Linked DNA regions of Mus musculus: region 1 is linked to region 2. The links are chromatin contacts, called in public promoter capture Hi-C maps. All regions are on one chromosome and are shown on one strand. Each heading gives the region's core, a stretch centred on a gene start, on an enhancer-like site or on the middle of the called end of the contact. The rest is flanking DNA. Distances are from core to core; before and after follow the strand shown. Region 1 has its middle 32 kb from the start of Camsap2. Region 2 holds the start of Camsap2 (calmodulin regulated spectrin-associated protein family, member 2).

What was found. Promoter capture Hi-C pulls out the DNA fragments that hold promoters and counts their contacts.
Region 1: a promoter capture Hi-C map of 3T3-L1-derived adipocytes shows a contact between it and region 2, with 2.8 times the contacts expected there. The contact joins the enhancer-like site here to the promoter of Camsap2 in region 2. A contact is called at or near these places in 7 of 39 promoter capture datasets (the 3T3-L1 cell line, 3T3-L1-derived adipocytes, the HPC-7 cell line and 4 more), 6 of 484 Hi-C or Micro-C datasets (the N1E-115 cell line, brown adipocytes, embryonic fibroblasts and 2 more), 11 of 115 datasets of contacts at active chromatin or transcription factors (the SCID.adh cell line, astrocytes, embryonic forebrain and 6 more) and 3 of 9 other capture datasets (adipose tissue, liver and pancreatic islet).

The regions. Positions count from the first base shown.
Region 1 is chr1:136,374,194-136,382,019 of GRCm38.p6, reverse strand. No RefSeq gene overlaps it. Among named protein-coding and RNA genes, the nearest start is that of Camsap2, 32 kb to the right of the region's middle. Within about 2 kb of position 1,644, at least 22 of the 459 cell types and tissues checked have an H3K27ac peak or open chromatin away from gene starts, as enhancers often do. A contact at or near this core is called in 3T3-L1-derived adipocytes, the N1E-115 cell line, adipose tissue and 3 more, where this site is marked.
Region 2 is chr1:136,342,108-136,349,706 of GRCm38.p6, reverse strand. Camsap2 (calmodulin regulated spectrin-associated protein family, member 2) reads left to right here and starts at 3,603. Exons shown (of 18, transcript NM_001347109.1): 1 at 3,603-4,408. The coding sequence starts at 4,270.

The DNA.
Region 1 (7,826 bases), core at 395-2,894, 34 kb before region 2:
AGCAGCATCCAAATTTGGGCGAAGAGATGTACATTGAAACTTCTTGGGAAAATATTATATAGCAAGTGATAGAAAAGAAAACATGTCAGTGATCCCTAAGGCAGAGTTCAGAGAAAGGCTGACTCGACTCAATACGATTGGAAAGATGCTGTTCACAACAGGCAAAACCACAGCCTTTCAGGCCTAAGACCAAGACTCAACTCAGTTCAGGAAGCCAGAGAACCAGGCAGCAAGCCAAAGCTGTATTCAAGACACGCTGCAAAGGCCTATGGGAAAGCACCAGGGCCCCAGATCCACGGCAGAGATCTGCCCGCTCCCTAGCCTGTCTTCCTTCCCTTCCACAGATGCCTGTAGCCTCATCACAGGATGTAGAATGGGAGGTGTTTTCCCCCTCAAAACCTGAGCTTAAGCCTCAAAGCTGTGGACAATAGGTAACAAATGCCCCCTATGCCCAAAAGGAAGACCTAGAAACAGCCGTGGTGGCACTGAGAGTGATCGGTGCTATCACCATTTCCAGCTTCCGGAAGAAGAGATTCCACAATAAGATTCTTGGTAGCCAGAGAATTGTTGTGAGCAGGAAGCCTTATGTTTTCTATCACACCGAATCAAAGGCTGCCTCTTTTGGAAGGGGACCAAGTGACCTGATTTAGACGTTGGCTCTGACTACAAGAAGGGAGGGCTGCTATCTTATTTTCCAGCTGGAAGCTGGATGCCCCACTACCACAATGGACCACATAAGCACTTGGGGCAGAAAATGTTTCCAGGAAACTGGATCCCAGGAGATGAAAGTAGAGGCTTAGAGCCTCCCTCCCTCAGCGCAGGGATCTTAGCTAGCCATGGAGGAAGAGGGTTCAGTGGGAACTGCTAGCCTTTCCATCCAACAACACAGTGTCCTGTATGAACTCCATAGACACAGTGGTGAGCCACTACAAGAGTCTGCCTTGAAATCCTGCACCCCAAGAGCCATTTGCATAGGTGAGGAGAGTCCCTCAGCCATGGGTGACACATCTGAGGACTGAGTCGAAGAGGCCAGGGACAGTATTATGTGGAACACGGAAGGGGTTAGCAAGTCTTCTATGCGGTGTGAAGCAGAAGCATTCGAATGCCTGCCAAGCACTGGCTACCAAAGAAAACTACAGCCACGACCTTTGCCTCCGTCCCTCACCACCTTGTCCCCAACCCTAAGGAGGCAATGAATGACAAGTGGCATGGGTTGGGGGTGGGGTGGAGCAGACCTCTTACCCAGTGCTGGTTCCAAACTCATAGGTCTCACTTTTGAGAGCAGTTTACATTGGAAGAAGGATCCTCCGATTTAACTTGGATCTAGGCGAACACCCTAAAATTGTTCTGAGAACTACAGATCTTGCTCAATAAGAGTAATTTAAGAAGCAGAGAGTAGTAATCTTATTTAGAGCATGCTTGATAGGCAGTGGTCAATAGAATTGCTTCCTAACCCTTCAGGTGTCGGCCCCTCCAATGGTGGAGTTATACCTACACTATCTTTTGCCTTGACCAGCACGAACTGTCCTTGACCACCTGGACCTGAGACACTCTTCAACTTTATTTAATACTTTCCCCTCCATTCCAACCAAACAGTACACGTGAGTCCCAGTGTTGGTGACATTTCCTCCTATTGGAAAGAAAGCACTGCTGGCTGCCTTCCTGGGCCCTGCTCTGTCTAAACCCCACATCCTTCACAAAGCTTGGCTAGCTGGCTGGGATTCATAAAACAAAATAATAATAAAAAATACTGCTTTCTTCGCATATCATATTGCTGACTGACTGGCAATGTGACAATTTGTTCTACCCCACAACTACCTTTCAGCCACAATCCAATTGTCACTTGAAGAATGTCTCCACCGCACGTCGCCTTTGTCTGTTGTGTTGGTCCTCACCTTCACGCCTTGGCCTGTAACTCAGCATGGGCTCCCTAAGGACAACACGGTTAGCTTTTCACCGCTCTCCTCATCCTGTTGCCAGTGGTGGATTCTGGGTAAGTGTTTGCTGTGGGTGTTTATGTTGCTGATGATTCTGGCTTTGCTCTTTTCTCCGTATCAATACCTCACTTCCTGTGGCCCCTCTCAGTGCTGATTGCCCATAAGTTGTCTTCTGGATGACCTGGGAATGAGCCCCGAGCTGGCCGCTGGACCACGTTCTATGGACCAGGTTTCTAAAAGGGGTCTGTGCCACTTTCTCTATTTTTTTAAAAAACGGGAGCAACGGTATGTTTTCCTCTGCACAATCACTAATTATATTAGCAGAGCCAAACAAGATGACGTTAATTATATTTCTCTGTAAATCTGATTATGTATAATTAGCGCTCTGCAGGATCATTTCTGGGGAGATACGGAAATAACTCATCTAAGAGGCTTCTCAAAGGACTGTCACTTTTATCCTCTTTTCAGTTTAGAAATGAAGATTTCAGTCCTGTAGGAATAGAATAGCCGGGCCACGTATCGATTGTAATTCATTTCAAGGATTTGGGTAACGTGAGAAAAATCTTACCTCATCGCTCACTCTCCAAAGGTTAAAGAAATGATGACAACCTATTTTCTGTTTCCCGACTCTCAGCTAGTCCCAAGGAGAAGCCCACTGGGCCCTCCATCAGCCTCAGGTAGTTGAAGTAACAAGACCGACATCTGTTTTCAAGGAAAGCCAAGTGTCCTATTTCATCTGGAGATGAATATGTGAGGAGGGAAGATGAGATCATCTGGTGGGTTTTATTCACCATGCTAATTCCCTAAATAACCCAGCAAAGCCAACCCAGCAGTTAAATTACCTAACTCACCTGTCCGCATCTGACTGGGTTCGCTGATTCTGCAGATTCATCAACCAGGCCCCCACTTTCCCTCGGTTGCTTAAAAATAGGGCAAGGTAGCCCAAGTGTAACTGTTCTCCCACAAGGGGGACAATGCAGTTGGATATTGTACTGGCTATGCTTCTTCTTGCTTGCTTTTAGTGTAATATTGCATTCATTGTGGACAGAGACACCAAGGGTTTAGAGGACACTATTGTTCTTTACATGCTTTGACTCTAACAGATCAGGAGCCCAGTGGGATAAGAGGTCCTGGATTTTCTTACACAGTGTCACCCCTGTTCTCTTCTATGATGCTAACCTGTTAGGTTTATGACTAAATAGTATTTACTGTTTGTGTCTTTGCAGATTCTTTTGCTTCATAGATTATTCTTTAATGAGAAGAAAAGTTTACCCTAGAGAGTATTCCGATTTGGGATTTTTTGAGACTATGGCCAAAATACTCAATGAAAAGAAAAATGAGGGTGTTGCATCTCTTTTGAGCTTTCCTGCCTTGAGTTGGGTCTCTCCTGAAGACCTTGGCAGGCTGCATGGGATATCAGAGTTCACGAGATGTAGTCAGGAGAGGTAGCAAGCTCTAATCAAGCACGTGATTCTGAGCAGTCAACAATATCGGCCAAGCTGGGCTCCAGTAACCACCCACATGAGTGAGGATTACTGGTGGGGTCTGTTAAAGAGGGCGATAGAAATCTAAATGGGAGGGTGTGTCTTAGTTAGGGTTTTACTGCTGTGAAGAGACACCATGACCAAAGCAACTCTTACAAAGGAAAACATTCCATTGTGGCTGGTTTACAGTTTCAGAGGTTCAGTCCCTTATCATCACGGTGGAAAGCATGACAACGTGAAGGCAGATGAGGTATTGGAAGACCTGAGAGTGCTACATCTTGATCCAAAGGCAGGGAGGAGGAAACTTGGGTCTGCACTGGGAGGAGCTTCAACATAGGACCTCAAAGTCCACCCCCATAGTGATGCACTTCCTCCAACAAAGCCACACCTCCTAATAGTAGGACTTCCCATGACCAGACCTATTCAAACCACCACAGAAGGCAATCTTCAGATGAATTAAATATATTTCTAACTATTTTTATCTATACTTTCTTACCTACTTTTATAAACTCCTAAAAAAATAAAATAAAATAAAGTAAAAAAAGAAACTCTTGCTCTTTTTTTTTTAAACTATCACACTTCACATTTTCTGACACCTATGGTGTGCTTTTCATACAGGCATTGCATCCCCCCAAAGTTATCCCAGATTTAAAGAACCCACACTAATGACAGAGGGACTGGGTCTGGAATAGAGTGGTTCTTGTTATTTCGTCCTAATTTTATTCCACCCTTCGGTCTATTGGATCTGCTTTAGCAGCTAACTGCAGGACCTGTGGCAGTGGAAACACGACGCACAGGAACTTGAAGTCAGGGGCTCCTTTAGTTCCCTCTCCATTTCTGTCACAGAATACTTGAGAAAGCACGGAGGGAAGAGTCCGTGGTTTTTGTGAGGTTGCCTAGTTCACTGCTGTGGCCCGGTGGCAGGCAGAACGCAATGGTAGACTGGTGGGCGGAGCCAATGGGCAGATAGCCCTAAGAACACATCTCCAGTAACCCACTACCCTAAGTCAGGCCCCGAGCCGCAGCTCCTACCACACCTCAAACAGTACAGTCTATTTATCCCCCAATCTGTGGATTAATCCATTGATTAGGTCATTGCCTTTCAATGATTGGTTAACAAGTAGGAAACCATACATTTAACACATGAGGCTTTGGGGGATACTTCCTACCCCAAACAGGACAAGACTTCCACATAGAAAAGAGACTGTTACAAAAGCAGTTCTGGACCTGTGCTATGGGATGAACTGAGCAGGGAGTCCTGTCAGTTCCCGGATGACAGGGCCAGGGTAAAGCTGAAGTGTCTCACCTAAAACCTGCTGCTATACAATCAGTACTGCCCCACACGACTGTGCTGAGTGGGCACTGTCTCAGACAGCTAGCTGTCCTGAGTGGGTAAGGCCCCAGGGCAGCGATGCTGAGCAGAGGTGGGGGTGTGATGGGGGTGAGATGGGGAGGGGCAGGGGGGGCTTCTTTTTGTTTGAAGACAGTGATGACTCAAGTTTCTGATATAGTGAACACTGGTGAAGAAGTGGACCCTGTGGATATCATTGTGACAAGGAGCTGTCAGCCTGCAGAGCTGATGGCTTCCCTTTTGTGAGGATGGAGAATAAAATCTTTAATTAATTGAGGTTTGTTTTTTGTTTGTTTGTTTGTTTTTGTAACTGATTCTCCTGTTTTTGTACACAGTGTTACATGGGAGTTTTGTTTTGTTTTTTTCAAACTGTCTCATCAATTTGTCCTTTTGCTCATTAGAGTCTAATGGTTGGTGAAGTGCGGTTACCCGAAAGCACAACCACAGCACAGTATCTTTCTAGATGCTTGGCTTCCACATTCCATGTGACTGCGTTTTTAAAGCTTAGCTGTTGATTTATATTTACTGGAGTCTGTGGAGCAGAGTTCATGGTTTTTAGGCCTCAGGAACAGACTTGTGGCAATCTCAGAAAAATGAACCCCCTGAACTTGTTTGGAGTTCGTTCAGATCCACAAGAATCTTAGGGTCCAGCTTTGGAATTGGGTCACTACAGTGATTGGCTGGCAGGGCTGGGGTTGGGATCTTTGGCCATATGCATCCAAAAGCAAAGGCTCGTGGTCCCCGGCCTTTGAGGTGGCTCAGCAAGGACACTTGTTATGCAATGACGCATAAGCCTGACAACCCAAGTTCACTCCCTGAACCCACGTAAAGGAGAAAGACGAGAACCAACTCCACAAAGTTCGCCTTTGACCTCCACACAGGTGTAGCCTGTACACCCCTCCCTCTCCTGTGTCACCTACACACACAATGATAATTAATTCAATTTAAAATAAAACTAAAAAGTAGAAGAGAAGTTGGTCTATTGTGAATGGGAGAAAAACATGAAGCCCTCCTCCTCCCCCTTCTCTTCTTCTTTCTTTTCTGACAAGGTCTCATCTAGTCCAGGCTGGCTTCAAACTTACTGTGTTGCCAAGGATGGCCTTGAACTCTGACCCTACAGGACTATGTCACTATATGTAGCTTTATGGAACCTAGGGCTTTGTGCATGCTAGCATGCTCAGCAGGCACCCTACCAACTTAACAACTGAGATACATCCCCAACACACACACACACACACACACACACACACACACACCCTGGGATCTCACGAAGTAGTCCAGGCTGGCTCAGAACGCGTGTAGTCCAGGATGGCTTAAACTTAAAATCTCCCTGCCTTAGCCTCAGGGGTGAAAATATCACAGACAAATGTTGCGCTCACCTCGTCCAGCAAGAAAAACCGCAACACGGTCGGATACTTCTCAACAGCCTTCTTTATTTAAGGAACACCTCGATGCTACGGGAACCCCGGGAACCCAGGGAGGACTGCTTATATACACCCCAGCACTGGGGAGAGCTACGTGTCCTCCTGGGTCAGTCTGCCGGCACTTTAATTTGTATGCACCTGCTCGGGAGGGGTTGGCGCCAGATTCGGGCTAGCGCCTGCGCAGTGGCGTTGTTTATGGCGACGGTGTACCGGAGGCCGGTGCCATATTTTAGGCGCCCGGCTGCCTACAGACAAAAGCTGGGATTACAAATGTGTGCTACATTTTCTGACTCAGGTGTCTATTTTAAGTTCCTGTTTCCAGCCCTTTATGCTGCTTTATTATTGGATGTTTCTTATAATAAGTCTAATTGCAATACTTAAAATAAACCATCTATAATACATTTATTCAAGATAGATTGAAGAGGTTTTTATTATTTAAACATTAAAACAGAGGCCTGGAGAAATGGCTCAGTGCAGAAAGGCATCTGCCACCAAGCCTGATAGCGTCAGTTTCATCTCAGGGCTCCACAGGATGGGAAGAGAGAACTAGCTCCTACAGCTTATCCTCTGACTTCCATTACTGTGCTTGGGCATCTACACCCATCCTCCTGCCCATATTGAAAAAAAAATGTAATAGTTAAAAGAGATCCGCCTGGCAGTGGTGGCACACATCTTTAATCCCAGCACTCGGAAGGTAGAGGTAGGTGGATCTCTGAGATCGAGATCAGCCTGGTCTACACAGTGAGTTCCAAGACATCCAGGTTACACAGAGAAACCCTATTTAAAACAAAACAAAACAAACAATCAAAAATTTCAAACGAAAATAGACCTTCTTAAGAAAACTTAACACCACTGTGTCTGAGTAGTTAGCAACCAGTTTCATCCAAGAATCATTTTAAAACCTTTCTGAAGAATTGTTACTCTAGAACTTTGAGCTCATTCAAGATTCTGGTAGGGGGCTGGAGAAGTGGCTCATAGGATAAGAGCACTGGTTGGTCTTCCAGAGGACCTGGGCTTGATTCCCAGCGCCCACACAGTGGCTTAGAACAGTTTGTAACTTCAGTTCCAGGAGATCTGACACCTCTTCTGGCCTCTGTGGGCATTGCTTGCATTGGGCATACAGACATGCAGTCAGGCAGAATGCCCCAACACACAAAGGATTAAAGAATAACACATAAGGGTTAAAGAACTGAAAAAGAAAGAGAGATTTCGGTAGCCATGCTGTTTGGTAGGTAGTGTTGGCTATGGAAAAGAATGGATATAATTTCCTGCATCTTAATTAATCATACAAAATACTTCCCACAGAGTGTTTATACTTGTGTTTCTCAAAAATGGTCTCCTCCGAATATTCAATAGGAATAGTTATTGCAAATTGCCTTTAAAAGACTTTGGAATTTAGGGTTAACACTTGTCGTTGGTATTTAACTTCTAGTATTGAGTTAAAGAACTCATTCTTAAGACACATTTCCTCATCTCTTTTACTTTGCGGAAATGAGAACCTTCTCTTAGCATGGTAATTACTGACTTATTAAATTGCCTTGCCAGGGCTGGGGTATATACAACTCAGGGACAGAGCACTTGTCTAGCATGCATAGAGCCCAGGGTTCTAGTCCCAGAATAACAAACAAAA
Region 2 (7,599 bases), core at 2,354-4,853:
CTCTCTCTCTCTCTCTCTCTCTCTCTCTCTCTCTCTCATGATTTAAAATATTTCTCCCTCTCCTCTCTGTCTCTCTCTGTCTCTTTGACTCTTCCTCTCCCCTCCTTCTTGCCCTCTCCCACCCTCTCCTTTCTTTTTGAAGAGAAAGATCTTGTGTGACCCTGGCTGGTCTTAACCTCATACCTCTCCCAGGATAGTCTTGAACACCTGATCTTCCTATCTACACTTCCCAAGGGCTGGGATTCCTGCTGTGCTCCCCCAGATCCAATGCTGAAGGTCAAATCCAGAGCTTCTTATGTGCTAGGAAGTCAACTGAGTGAGACTACAGTGAGGTTTTCTGTGGGGTAAATAACAAGGCTGTTAACCTCTGGTGACACAGACCTGGCAATGAAGAAAGCCAGGCTGTTAGATCCTACAGGCTCCATGTTTCCATTAAGAATTTGGTGTCAGCCAGGTGGTGGTGGTGCATGCCTTTAGATCCAGCACTCAAGAAGCAAAGGCAGGGGAAATCTCTGTGAGTTCGAGGCCAGTCTGGCCTACAGAGTGAGTGCCGGAATAGGCAGAGCCACACAGAGAAACCCTGTCTTGAATAACCAAAACAAGCAAACAAAAAATTTTGGTGTCATTGTCTCCTCCTTGTTTTCTTTCTTTTCCTTTTTGTTTTTCTTGTTTCTGAGATGGGTCTCATGTAGCTCAGGCTGGTCTTGTACTTGTTATGTAGCCTAGGATGGTATTGAACTCCTGGTCTTTCTGTCTTAATCTCCTAAGTGCAGTGCTGGAATTGTGAGCCTGTGCCAGCGTGCCCAGTTTAGGAAGCCGCTTCTTCAGCTGTCTTGTTCAATATGGACTCCTCAGCACTTGGGAGCTCCATCAGTAGGGGCTGATGAGTGAATGAATACACTTCTACATCTATTCAAAGACAGAGCTTGATGATGACTACAAGGAAAGAAGTCTGCTTGGCGTTTCAGGATTTCCAGGAAACTGGGAAGGGAGCAAGATAGAGAAGGGAGCTGTGTGTGCATGGGAATCAGAGCCTAGGAGGACTGACACCCCAGACCTGGAGGTAAAAAGCAGAAGGCATCTGTGCAGCTGGAAGAGCAGGCCCAAAGAATCGCCTGGCTTTGGTTTTTGCTTCAAACAAAGTCAGTTGTCTTCAGAAGGTAGAGGAGAACATTTCTTCTCGACAGCGATAGTCCACAGAGACTTCTAGCCTTAAAAGGGATCATTCTGAAGGTGTCACAAAGAACACCCTATTAGAGTGTCTGCCGCCCTGAAAATGAATCCTCCCTCTTTGTACTCAGGGTGTTTCCCTGTTAATAACAGGCTCCAACTATGACCCCAAGTTGTTTCACAGCCTCCCTCAGAGTAAAAGCTGCTCATTGTTCCCAAGCTGCCCTCCCTCCTCATTGCTAAACACACTCCTTCCCAATTGGGGTCATAGTAATGCTATCCTCACTAAAGCTTCACCGTTGTGTCGTCCTATCAAGGGACAAGCCAGAGCAACTGCCTTTGTCTCTTCTCTTCCTCATGTAGTCTATTGAGGTTGAAACAGTTTTCAATGAGATTTGACACATATTTGTGGAGAATGCTGCCTGAGCACAGTGCTGGGCTAGAGCACAGGTAACACAAAGCCTGATTGCTGCCTTCGAGAATCTTGCATTTGCTTGTGGATTCACATAACAGACATAATATTTCAGTATCACTTTCTAATTTTTCTAGCCCATAGATTTCTCTTAACTTGGTATGTATGTGCTGGAATCCTGTTGAAGTTGGATTCAAGAACATTATATTGGACAGCAGTCTCTAAGACATCTTCCAAGTATCCCTACCCATATATTTTTGCTGTGATTATTTTTTTTGTCTTTTACAGCATGTACCATATTTATGATATGTTCTCTTTATTTGTATATGTGCTAGCCCCTATTCAGAGAGGGAGCAGGAACCCAGAAGAGTACCCAAGGAGTGGAGACAGAAGACCTGGGTTTGAGTTTGAAGCCAGACTCCAATACAAATGGAAGGAGAAATCTTGGTCACGGCACCTGGTCTCTATGATCCTCAGTCCTACATCTAGAACAGGAAGACAATTAGTGCTTAGTTCATCAAATAAATATGGAAACTAGTTACCATTTGAATGTGCTTTGACAAACCAGTTAATACATTAATTTTTCAAAGGGGCTTGCCCATGAGAAAAACCCTATTAATATTAATTGAATTACTAAAAAAATATGCCAATCACCCAATGGCATATTATTTCTAGTGCCTTTTTTCCTGCTTGGCATTGTTAGTGGGGCTTATCTGTAATGCCTTATTGGGTTCAAGGAGGAGTGTTTCTGGGGATTAAACAGAAATCAAAAGGGAGGGGCTTGCTCCTGGAGCTGCCCTTTTCGATAGTAGGGATCAAAACGCCTCCCCTCATGTTTCATATGTCTCCCATCTTAACGGCTGATGATAATAGGGAGGCCCTAGTCGTACAAAGTAAGATAGTTCTGGGTTCAGACTGTGACTATGCCTTTACTATATCTGCAATTTAAGAGGCTTTTCTGACTCTTAGCTCTCTCATCTGTAAAATGAAAACCACCCAGGATTACATAAATTAAAATCAGATGTGTTAAAACAAGAAGTGGGGAATTAGAAAGTTAACCAAACTCGGTGTTAACTACAGTAACATTCTCCCTTTGACCCTAGACATTGATAGAGCAACTACTGTGAGGTTTAGCATCATATAGGTGTCAGAGACAAGGCAAGTCAGCTTGAAAGCTAAAGACAGTTGGTGGTTGGAATGCAGTGTGACAAGTTATGACATAAAGGACATACATTGCTCTGGAATCAGTTCTGCACGGGAAGTTGGCAGTATCAGGGAAGGCTTTCTGGAGGGAGTGACTACTGTGGACAGAGACCACAGAGACAGGCAGCGCACAGCTCTGAGAAAGCATACCCATGTGGGGGAACGGAGAGAGTTCTGGCAAGACGAACTGCGACAAATCATAATTGTGGATGTTCTTTGTGGAAGGGTTTATGTTTCTTTCTACGAGGAAACAGAAGGTACCAAAAAACCGGATCCTTCACTTAGAAAACTTAAGTGGGGAGTATCAAGTTAAAACGTCATGACGTGAAATGTATACAGCTTTGGAGAGTTTAAACCTGACCTTCAACCCTGGTTAAACCCCATGGGTGACTTAAGTTACTGCATCCCTCCATAATTTCGTGGTCAACCAGCTGTATCACCTCTCTCAGGGTTACTGCAAGGATTAAATGGGTGTGCAAGGCAAATTCTCAGCAATACGCGTGTGACATAAGCAGCATTTGAAACAAATATCAATTCTCTTGGCTGAACCACGTGTAGCGGGAGGAGAAAAGCCTCTCCTCTCCCTTTCTTTCCTTCCCTCGTCCAGCAGTGTCGGCGGCAGCAGCCCAAAGCTGCGGATGTACAGAACGTCCAATCCAGCGGGCACTGTGCTGATTAATGGATAGGGGCGCGGAGCCCATCGCGGGCGGCAGCGAGGCTGGGCATGCTCAGTGCGCATGGCGGCGCAAGACAGCGGCGGGGGCGGGGCCGGGCGCGCCAGGCGCATGCTCAGTGTTCCCATCTGCTCTTTCCATCCAGTGCCGCAGCCGGAAAACCGCAGCGACGGCGGCGGCGGCGGCTGAAGGGGAGCGAGGCGTCCGGCCACGGGAGGGGTAGCGGAAAATACGAGGACAAGCCCGATAAGGCAGGAGCCGAGGGCCCGTGATTTGATTTGCGGCCTCCCCCAGGCCGCTGCCTTGGCCCTGAGCTGCGCCGAGGAGGCGGGCGGCGGCGATCGGAGCGCCGGAGAAGCGCCGGGCCGCGGGCGGCTCGCGCGCTGCAGCGATTCTGACGTTTTCCGCGGCGGGTCCCGCGGCCCGAGGGGCGGCCGTGAGTGAGGCGGGGCGTGCGCGCTCCGCCATGGCGGGGACACTGTCCGCGACGTGATCGTCCAGGCTGCCCCCGCCCGAGCATTCCGGGCCCTCTCAGCCGCCACCCTCCTGCGAGCCCGTGTGACTAAACGGAGACAAAGGGGAGGCGGAGGGGCAGACCCGGGCCGGAGCGAGCGCGGCCGGGTGCCGCCTCACGTCTATGCCCGGGGCCGCGGCGGCTCCCGCGGGCGGCGGACTCGCGACGAGCACAGCTGAGCTTTTCCGTGCCCGGCGCCCGGGAGGGCCGCGACCGGCGCGGACGATCTGAACTCCTCTCTCCGCCACACCATGTGAAGGCCGTCGTCCCTCCATCCCAACCAGCCGCCGTGAAAGATGGGGGATGCTGCAGACCCGCGGGAGATGAGAAGGACGTTCATTGTTCCAGCCATCAAACCCTTTGACCACTATGACTTCTCCAGGGCCAAAATCGCCTGCAATCTGGCCTGGCTGGTGGCCAAAGCCTTTGGGACAGGTAAGTGGTGTCGTCCCTTTCCTCTTCCTCCCGATGCTGTCCACATCCCAGTTTTTGTTCCTGATTCCAGCCCCCTCCCCCATGTGTATCTTCCGGTACAGGTTTAGGGAGATGACGGGAGACGAGCTCTAGGAGAAAGAAAGAAGGCAGGTTTGGTCTTAAATGAGGTGCCCTTGACTGACGCGGGAGGGGTTGACCGGGTTCCTTTTATTGAATAGCGTGTGTCTAAATTCCGCGAGCAAATTATCGTGTTTTCCCAAAATGGCTCTAATGTGTGGTGTTTTCCTTATTATCTTGCATACGTTTCCCTTTCGGTCATAATTGTGGTTACCATACCAAGAAATCTGAGCTTATTACTGGAAGAAGGTGGGGTACTATATTGATCTTGACATTTGTAATGGTGGTTGCTAGTCAGGCTATGTAGGATGAAAGGTGGTCAGTGTTGAAGTGCAGTATCTTTTGTAGGCGTTCCTTACTCCTCTCACAGCCTTTCATACACATTCCAAATTCTCGTTAAGCCACCCATTAAAACCACTTTTAGTTTTCTGACTGGATAGTGCTTTTTCACTTAATGTCACTGAGGCATATTTCCTTTTCCAAATGTATTTTGACGTCATAAAATCAGATAAACAACCCCTCCTTCCTTTGAATTTTTCTTTTTTGAAGTAGAAGTGGTTTTTTGGGGGGGCTTGGGGCAGGGATGTGTTGTTGACATAGAAATCCTGTAGTACAGCAGTAATTAAACACTCTCTCTCTGACCCAGCCTTCGCAGAATAACAGGAAAGGGACCTCCTGCTGTAATTCCTCAGCTCTTGCTTTAGGAGCCCTTGTTGTGGAATGCTTTAAAAAAAATAGAGAAGTTCCTTCATGCTTGCAAAATTGTCTCTGGGTTGTTTGTGGGGGATGACTGATTTCTTGTTTTAGGACTGTGAAAATATGTGGCTAAGTGGTTTAATCCAGCTTTATTGTTTAACTGTATACATAGGCAAGTGTTTACAGAGCTTGTATATCTAGGCTAAAGACTAGATGAATTCCCCCCCCCCCCCCGTCAGTAAAAGTATTTGTAGTCATTTAGAAGAAATTTTTATGTTTATGTCTGTCTTAATTTTATTTTCCTATACTTTGATAGAGAGCTGACATCAGGAATGAATGGTTTTTTGAACTAGCTTAAATTTTAAATGGAAAACAATAATAGGAAGCACAGATAATACTTTTTAAAATTTCGATATGAAGAATTAGGATAGCAGTATCCTAACTATCCATTTGGAGAACAACTGGGGCGCTCTAAGTATCTAGAGAACAGGGAAATTGACACGGTTTCCTGTGTGGAAGCTGGAAGACAGAGGAGCCCAAAGGCATTTTCTTACCATCTGAGACGGAGAGGGCGCTTAAAGTGCAGAGGTGAATGTATTGCTGTTCATTCTCACAGAGGCTTCTGAGCAGAAACGCCCTGCTTTCTGGATGTGTGTCAGGCTGGTCACTGGAGTCTGGTGTGCTTGAACACACTTGAGAAGAAAGAAAGTAAAGGTGTGTACTGTCAGTGGGATCCGACTTCTTCCAGGCCCTCTGTGGCCCTTGGCATTGTTTTAAGTTAGGATCCACTCTGATGGCAGTGTGCTTTGCATTAAAGCAGGAGGGAGCCAGGGCAGCAATTGGCCTGGAGAAAAGATCTAAGTAAGTCCTCAAGAGAGTGACTTACAAATTGAAACAGTCTTTAAAATGGCTGTGTGTGTGTGTGTGTGTGTGTGTGCATGTGTGTGTGCGTGTGTGCGCGCGCGCGTCTGTTTTCTGAGAGGGTCTCACTTGTGTGTTCAGCTGACCTGGTACTTGATATAAAGTCCAAACTGGCCTCAAACTCAAAGCAATCCTCTGCCTTAGTGCTAGGATTAGAAATGTATGCCACCATGTTCCACGTTTGCTTTGCTTTACTGATAGTCTTTTTTTTTTTTTTAAATGATTTACTTTTATTTTATGTGTATTGGTGTTTTGCCTTGTATGTGTGTCTGAGGGAGGGTGTGGGATCTCCTGGACCGGACGGTACAGTTGTGAGCTGCCATGTGGATGCTGTGAATTGAGCCCTGGTCCTCTGTGAGAGTAGTCAGTGTTCTTAACCACTGAGCATTCCCTCCAGCACCCTTTGGCAATCTTTAAAACATGTAACATAAACTTACGTATTATTTACATAGAGTAAATAGAAAAAAAGGTTAAGCTTTTTTAAAATATATTTTTTGATGGATTTTTATTTGCCACATACACACAACAAAGTTAATAAACAAGTATTTCAAATTGTTTTATTCAAAATGTTAACCCAGCTTTTTAGGATAATGTTGTTGTTAGAAATAGTTTGTTGTCTTATGTATTATTTATATATTCTGTGTGCGTGCGAGTGTGTCCGTGCTCCTTCTTCCTCACGCATGAGAGGACAACTTGCTGGAGTTGGTTCTCTCTTTCCCATGTGGATTCCAGGGCTAAGACTCATGTTGTTAGTCTTGGTGGCAAGGGCTTATACATTGAGCAGTCTTACGGGTCCCTTTCTAACTTGATACACAAAAAATTATCAGTTTTAGAGCTGTATGTTGGAAAAGCAATTTATAATGGTTAACGCACAGTCAATTGTGGGCAAAGAATAAATTAATTTAATTGTAACTCCAACAAGACACTAGCATCGTGATACCTAGAAAGCAGATATGAGGTATTTGTGTGAGTAATATTCTTGTTCTGAAAAATATTCCAAAGGCCTCATCTTTTGGGGTAGGATGTGTTTTCATTAGTTTTTAGTTTTTGAAAGACAGTGTCTCATGGGATCTAGACTAGCCTTGGCTTCACCATATAACCAAGAATTACACTGAACTCTGATCCTCCTCCCTCAGTTTCTAGAGTGTGTGCTGGAGATTACGGGCTCCAGTCCTAACAGTTTATTTTCTCAAAGAATGCCTCTATGCTTTTGTGTAAATGAAGAATAAGTTTGTGTAGATGAATTTACAGCAGCAATAGGTGTTCTGGTTGTAAAAGAGGAGGTTGAATTGCCTGATAACCTTTATTGTGTTTGAAGACTTAACATATTCAAGCAGCCATATAATTGAAATTGCCTTAAATGTTTTGTTCCTTTAAATCTTCCAGCTGATGGGTATAGAATCTCTTGGAAGGGATTTTTTTCTGCTCCCTACCCCTCTGTGTGTGTGTGTGTGTGT